2 separate regions of the Zea mays genome follow, and region 1 is linked to region 2. Evidence: chromatin contacts called from public Hi-C data. All regions are on one chromosome and are shown on one strand. The core of a region is the stretch at or near the end of the contact, and the rest is flanking DNA. Distances in the headings are between cores, read along the strand shown.

Region 1 (3,577 bases), core at 443-2,942, 340 kb before region 2:
GCTCCAGCGCCATCACTTACCGATAGCGTGCTCGGGGACAGCAAGAGGAAAGTGCCCACCGGTTCCAACCTACTGCACAACAGATGACGCAAGGCCGGCCCGCGAGATCGGCCAGCAGGAGTCAGGGACATGCATGGCGCGTACGTTGGAGTGTAGGCATGGCGCCATGGCGGATGAGCTGGAGGTACGTACGGTGATCTTCGCGAGTGACTAGAGACAAGCAAGCGGCGGTCAGAGGGTGAATGAGATTGGAGGTGCGGTTGACGGCGATGCATGGCGGCGCGCGACGACTGCCGTAAGCTTCTGATTCTGCTTCTTTTCTTCCTCCGCGCTTTTGGCAGTTTCGTTCGTCAGCAGATTGGGCCGGGGCTCCGAGCGAGGAGAAAGGAAGCTGAATCAGAAGGGTTACATCATTTTGCGCGCGTTCATCTTAGCTAGGAGTAGCTTTGGTAGAAGTAGAAGCTCTCCTTGTTTTTTTTTTCCTTTCAGCTTGGCATGGACGTTGGATGCTTCATCAAGTAAAAAAGATTCGATCATGTAATGTACTCATTTCGAATGATTTGTTACTCCAGGGAGGAACAAGTATATGTTTCATTGTGTATTTGCTGTCACTAGTGTGCTGATTGGGGAGGAATCATTCAGTTTTCGCTAGCTCTTTCTATGGGGTATGGGTCCGTTTGTTTCATCTTATTTGCTGATTCTAGCCATCAGAAGTTGCTGCGGAATGCCAAACATACAATATTTCAGTCCGTTTTTATGAGAATCGCTTTGGTGAAAACTGACAAAGATCAACGTGAACACATAATTAACCGAATCGTCGCGATAGGAGTTCATTACTTTCTAGATCCTAAACTCTATAGATCCCTTACTCTTTCTCCGCACCGTATTATACTCAGATTCTCTTCGTAGTCAAATTCTATCCACAACAAGATTCTCATAAAAGCCCATCACAAAAAAAAAACGAAACAAACATGTACTGTGGTCACTTGTGCAAGCACTTGTGAAGTTCTTCTGAACCATGCTTTTGCTTCAATTGACGACCTGATGGCTTCCGGTACCTGCTGAAACTTTTGTTTGCTATTCCGGCCGCTGTACTGCTTGGGGGTACGTACCCTAATTATACTAGTGCACTGCTGCAGGCATTCATGGAGGTTTATGGGTCTCAGTGGCATTGCAGAAATGCAGAGACCCCGACCTTCTTTTCCGTGAAGATGACGGAACACTCTTGTCTGGATATGAGTGCCTGCGAAGCCCGCTCGTTGCAGCGCACCGCCATCCAAAACAGTCCAAAGACATGTTACAGCTACAATAAGAGCGACGTTATGGCCACTGAAGTTGACTCCAAATTTTATAACTAAGTACGTACAACAGAGTACAGACTGCAGTAGATGTGGTTTCAAACGCGCGCGGGCGCGGCCCTCAGTTTATAAACACACGAAAGTACATAGATTCGCACACCAAATTCCAGATTCCAATTAATGCGAGCTCTCAGATGGAAAAAAAAAAACTGTTTCAAATTAAATGCAAGTCTCAGTAGTCAGTACTGTACCGATGCAAGCTTCTTGTTTTGAGCGAACATATACAATTCCGTCGCTGAAACGGAGCCGTGCATCGTCGTGCGATTCATAGGCGAGCTTGGCATCTTCCTCTTGGAAGCTTACCGCTGCTACCGCCAAGTACGAGTTTATTACTAGCGAGCGAGAGCCGGCGCGCGGCGCGTGCATGTGTGCGTGGTTGTGCTTGTGCAGCTTAACGCACAAGGCGCCGGAAAAGGTGCCCTCATGTTCTCCGCTCCTTGCCTTCATTTTATACCTCCGGCCCCCTCTCTGCAGTCTGCACTACCCGCGACGCACGCCCCATGTTTCGTCGACGCATTTATCCAATCCATGAAGCCATCGCCACCTATCTCATTCTCATTGCGAGGTTGTGGATTAGTTTAATCCGAGGTCAAAATAAGCAGGCCTGTATAGGGGTGCTCTCACTTCTTTTACTGGTCGCATTTGATCCGTTCATGGAAGTAACTTTCTTGGACTTGTTTGGTTAGAGAGGGATCTAGAGAGAAATAAACTAATTTTCTTTTAATTCTTTTGTAACCAAATAAGCCTTAAAAGTCTGATTTTAATGTCGTCTGTATCGACTACACGTAGTCCGATGGATGGAGTCAGTACAGACCACATCGGCCTCAACACCGGTCAATTCAGCCAATCGGTCCAGTTAATTACACGTCACACAACGACAGATAGAGAGTTTAGTAAAGCACGAGGACCCTAAACCCTAAAAAATCATACAGTATATCAGGAGAGATAAAATTCCCCTCATATATAGGCTGGACACTATTTTCCCCATATACTTTAATTACATTATTTTTTATGGTATTAATCATGTTTAAGCTCCATAAAACTGATAATAACATGTATCATGGTAGTACAAATACTATATGATTTTTTAGAATTTTAAAAACTGATACAAAATATTAAATAACTGAGTTATAATTCATAGAGGAAAATACATAGGGAAAATGGTTAGAGACATTTTATGCACGGGAAGTAAAATATAATCTCTACTAACTATTAAGGGGGCAGTCTAGACTGCCCCGCTCCCGCAACGCCCGCGCGCCAGCTCCCACACGCGCCAGCAACTGCCTCCCGCGCACGCCGCCAGCCATGGATTCCGCACGCGCGCGCCACGGATTCGGCACGACCGCCGCGAATTCCGCTCCCACGCAGCCAGCCATGGCGCGGCTCGGCCGCCTCCCTACGCCCGCGCTCCAGCAACGCGCCGCTTTCGCACGCGCCAGCTCCCGCAACGCCCGCGCTCCAGCAACCCGCCGCTCCCGCACGCGCCAGCAACTGCCTCCCACGCGCGCCGCCAGCCATGGCTTCCGCACGGCCGCCGCGGATTCTGCACGACCGCCGCGGATTCCGCTCCCACGCAGCCAGCCATGGCGCAGAACGGCCGCCTCCCTACGCCCGCGGAACAACCACGCATAACCTCTCACGCGTCGTGCCCTCGCTAACCCCACCCCAGCCGCAAACGCCCGTGGAACAACCACGCATAAACCCCCGCACGCGGTTCGCCCCAATCTCAATACCCCGCGTGGCCCCGAACAAGCCGCAGACAACATCCCCATCAAGCACGCGCCACTTCTTTGCCCCGCCCATTCATTGCCCCGACATTGTGCCGCTGGAGAGGAAGGACGAAGGTGAAGTATCGTGCTCCGCCGACGGATAGGAACTGCTAAGTATCGTGCCCCGACGACGGATAGGAACTGCTATTGCTCAACCACGCAGGCCTCGACCAAGGTATGATCGACTCATCATTCGGTTATGGTTTAATTGTATACCATGTACTATTTTGATTGATTCTGAGCGTATAATTCTCATGTGGAGCAATATTTGGCACCAATCGCTCCCTAAAATTGTTTGTGGCTAGCTAAGCAGGCTGGAAGGTAGTTATGCGGTGTAGATCACCTTAACCATAAACAATGGTGTTTGACTACAAACTAAAATGGAGACCCAGTTAATAGACCTTAAGTTTTTAGAACTCTTGGATACCTCACTAATTATTCATGGACTAT
Region 2 (3,374 bases), core at 650-3,149:
GAAATAATATAGCAGAACGTGTTAACATGGTTGCTGATGAGTATGGTTTATGTGATAAAATATTTGCTATTACTCTTGACAATGCTTCCTCTAATCAAACTGCTATGTATTATCTTAAACCATTGTTTTCTGGTTATCTTGGAGCTCTAACTGATGTTGATGATGATGAATTGTCTTCCATTCTTTTGCATCAACGTTGTGCATGTCACATTATTAATCTAATAGTAAAGTCAGGTTTGAAAAGAGTAAAACATTATCTTGAGGACTTTAGAACTGCCATAAACTTTTTGAATTCATCAAACCAAAGAATTGCTGCATACAAGAGTTACTGTTTAAGTATGGGTATTTGTCCTAGAAAGTTTGGTGTGGATATGGATGTTAGGTGGAACTCAACTTTTTTAATGCTGAAACACCTTATGCCACACAGAAGCACATTTTCTGTCTTCATCCAAACTAATTATACTTTGTCATCTGATGGTACCCCTTTATTAACTAACAACCACTGGTATGTTGCTGAGAAACTGTTATCATTTCTTCAATTGTTCTATGATTCTACTGTTATTTTGTCTGGTGTTTATTACCCAACTGCTCCATTAATGTTGCATCAAATACTTAAAATTGCTAGACACTTGAATGCTTTTGAAAATGATACACTACTGAGGCAAGTTGTTGTTCATATGAAAGATAAATATTTCAAATATTGGAGAGATATACCCATTCTATATGCTTTTGCTTTCATACTAGATCCTAGAGCTAAGATGAGAGGTTTTCATAAAGCACTACAGCGCCTATCAGCTTTTACTGGTACAGATTATTCTAGACTTCCTCGGGATGTGAGGAAAGGGTTAACTAAACTTTATCAGATTTATGACACAAAGTTTGGTGATGTGCGCTTACGTGTACATGAACCATCATCCACAACTGAGGGTAAGAACAAATCTGCCTGGGATGACATATATGGTGATGATGATATTGGTAGTGGTAGGAGATCTGGTTCTGGTAGTAATGTTGCATCTAATTCTTCGTGGCCTACTACTGCTCAGTCTGAGCTGTCTGCATACCTTGATAGTGATACTGTCAATCAATTTGATGACAGTTTCAGCATTCTGGGTTGGTGGCATGGGCATAAACTTACTTACCCTATTCTATCTATACTAGCTAAGGATGTCATGACAGTTCCTGCTTCTACTATATCTTCAGAATCTACTTTTAGTTTGGTTGGCAGGATGATCGAGGAACGTCGTCGACGGCTCACACCGGACATGGTGGAGGTTCTATCATGCATCAAAGACTGGGAGTTAGCAGATTTACACATGCAACGCAATCTTGAGAAGGACACACTAGAAATAGAATCTGTCCTTGAAAGCTTAAACAATGATGGAGGACAACAGGGAAGTTAGTCAAGGGCTCAAGAGTGAATTATTGTAACTTGTAATCTTATCCTTTGTCTCTATCTCTTGTGACTTGTTGTATTGAACTATGAACATTATAAATTTGAGCTGGCTGTACTCTTTTTTCCTTCCTAGGGTTTTCTCACGAGGTGTGAGTTTTTACCTAGAAAGGTTTTTAATGAGGCAGCATTGCACAACAGCTCAATAATATATTTTTTGTGTCGTTTTTTGTGTTTGTTGTAAATTCTGTTATATAATTATATATGTGATTTTCTGTGATTTTCGGGCCAGGCCCGGCCTTGTACCACTGGGCTGACCAGTACAATGGTACGGCCCGGCCCGCCCGAATGCCTATCGGGCCGTGCCTGGGCCGAGGGTCCGGCACGCCGGGTAAGCCCGGCACGACCCGAAGTCTATCCATACCGTGCCAGGCACGCCTCAATTGGGCCGGGCCGAGTACGTGCCTGGGCCGGGCGGCACGTTTGGACATGTACACAGGTCGGGCACTCGGGCTCTAGGCAAAGGCACCGATGCATCAACTTCCCTCAATCAGCCTCAACTCCTGATCCGCCGGACGGGACACACACTGATCCATCCCGCTCGGCTGCAACGCTCACACCCACACCCACCACGCCGGCTGCAGGCACGCACCACGGTACCAGCCGCCAGCGCACGCCCGCCAAGCCGCCAGCGAGAAAACACCGAACCATTCGCCCTCCCGGCCGACATCACGACCGCCCGATCCGGCCGGAGCCTCTCCCTACCCCTTCCGCGCCTCCGCGCTGACGACCGTCGCGGCGTCCGCCCCTCGAGTCCAACCCCAATTCTGCCGTGGCCGCGGCTCTCTGAATCCCCAATTTTTTCACTTCCCCCAAGGGCCGCGGGGATGAACCGGATCCCGTCCGTCTCGCTGCGGGGCGGCGGGGCGAACGAGGACGCCGCGGCGGCGTCGCCGCCCCCCGATCCCGCGGCGCTGTCGCGGTGGGTGCGGGCCTTCTGTGTCATCCGGTTCGACCTGGAGCGCGGGCAGCTGGTGGAGGCCTGCTTCCCTCCCGACGCGCTGACGGCGCCCGGCAGCGGCCTCGACCGCCTCGTCGCCTTCTCGTCCTTCCCGGACTCCATGTCTCACCACCTCCCGCGCCACCGCTCCTCCGTCCACGACTCGCTCTTCTCCTTCCGCATCCCCGACCCGTCCTCCCCACGCCGCGCCTTCCTCTACGGCTTCGTTTTCAACCGCCAGCGCCAGGACGAGCGCCTCCCCCGCGGCGGCGAGCAGAAGTCCGTAGTCATCCTCTCCCACGCCCCCTACTCCTCGCTCTTCCGCCTGCTGCTGCAGATCCTCGGCCCGCTCTGCTTTGACGTCGGCCCTTCCGCACTGGCCATGGTGGCGTCGCACGTTGCCGTGTGGCCGGCGCCGGCGCCAGGGCACCCAATGGAGCTTCCAATTGGCAGTGCCGCGCTGCGCGTGCACCTCCCGCCTGCGGCTGACGATCCTGGCCCACCGCCTGCGCTGCTGCCCGCCAACCCCTCGGTGCCGTACGGACTCTTCCATGATGCTGATCTGTTTGCCGCATTCCGTGGCTTACTCCTCCACCTATGGACCCTCTGGGAGCTCATGGTGGTTGGTGAGCCCATTCTGGTTGTTGCGCCGTCCCCAGCTCAGTGCTCAGAGGCTGTGTCTGCGCTTGTTAGCCTTGTTGCTCCGCTTTTGTATAGTGTCGACTTCAGGCCATACTTCACCATCCATGATCCCGATTTTGCTCGCTTGAATGTGCTTGCGGAAGGCGAGGTGTTCCCGCCGATGGTACTTGGAGTGACCAACTTGTTTTTCTTGAAGAGTCTTAAGAGCATTCCCAATGTCGTATCCGTGGGAAGCCCAAATCCATATTCAACAAGGGTGTTACCAGTGGGTGGCCAATCGCCAGGAAATGGAATGAATGGGACACCTGGGAAACTCAAGCTTGAGAAACTTGCAATCAATAA

Evidence for each region. A called contact is a pair of places that touch in the nucleus more often than the background predicts.
Region 1: a Hi-C map of ear shows a contact between it and region 2, with 1.7 times the contacts expected there. The contact joins the enhancer-like site here to the promoter of LOC103633980 in region 2. A contact is called at or near these places in 2 of 25 Hi-C or Micro-C datasets (ear and leaf).

The regions. Positions count from the first base shown.
Region 1 is chr1:36,839,841-36,843,417 of Zm-B73-REFERENCE-NAM-5.0, reverse strand. No RefSeq gene overlaps it. Among protein-coding and RNA genes, the nearest start is that of LOC103644556, 3.9 kb to the right of the region's middle. Within about 2 kb of position 1,692, at least 11 of the 20 cell types and tissues checked have an H3K27ac peak or open chromatin away from gene starts, as enhancers often do. A contact at or near this core is called in ear and leaf, where this site is marked.
Region 2 is chr1:36,500,610-36,503,983 of Zm-B73-REFERENCE-NAM-5.0, reverse strand. It overlaps LOC103633980 (protein DENND6B), which reads left to right and starts at 1,899. Exons shown (of 3, transcript XM_008655627.4): 1 at 1,899-3,374. The coding sequence starts at 2,278.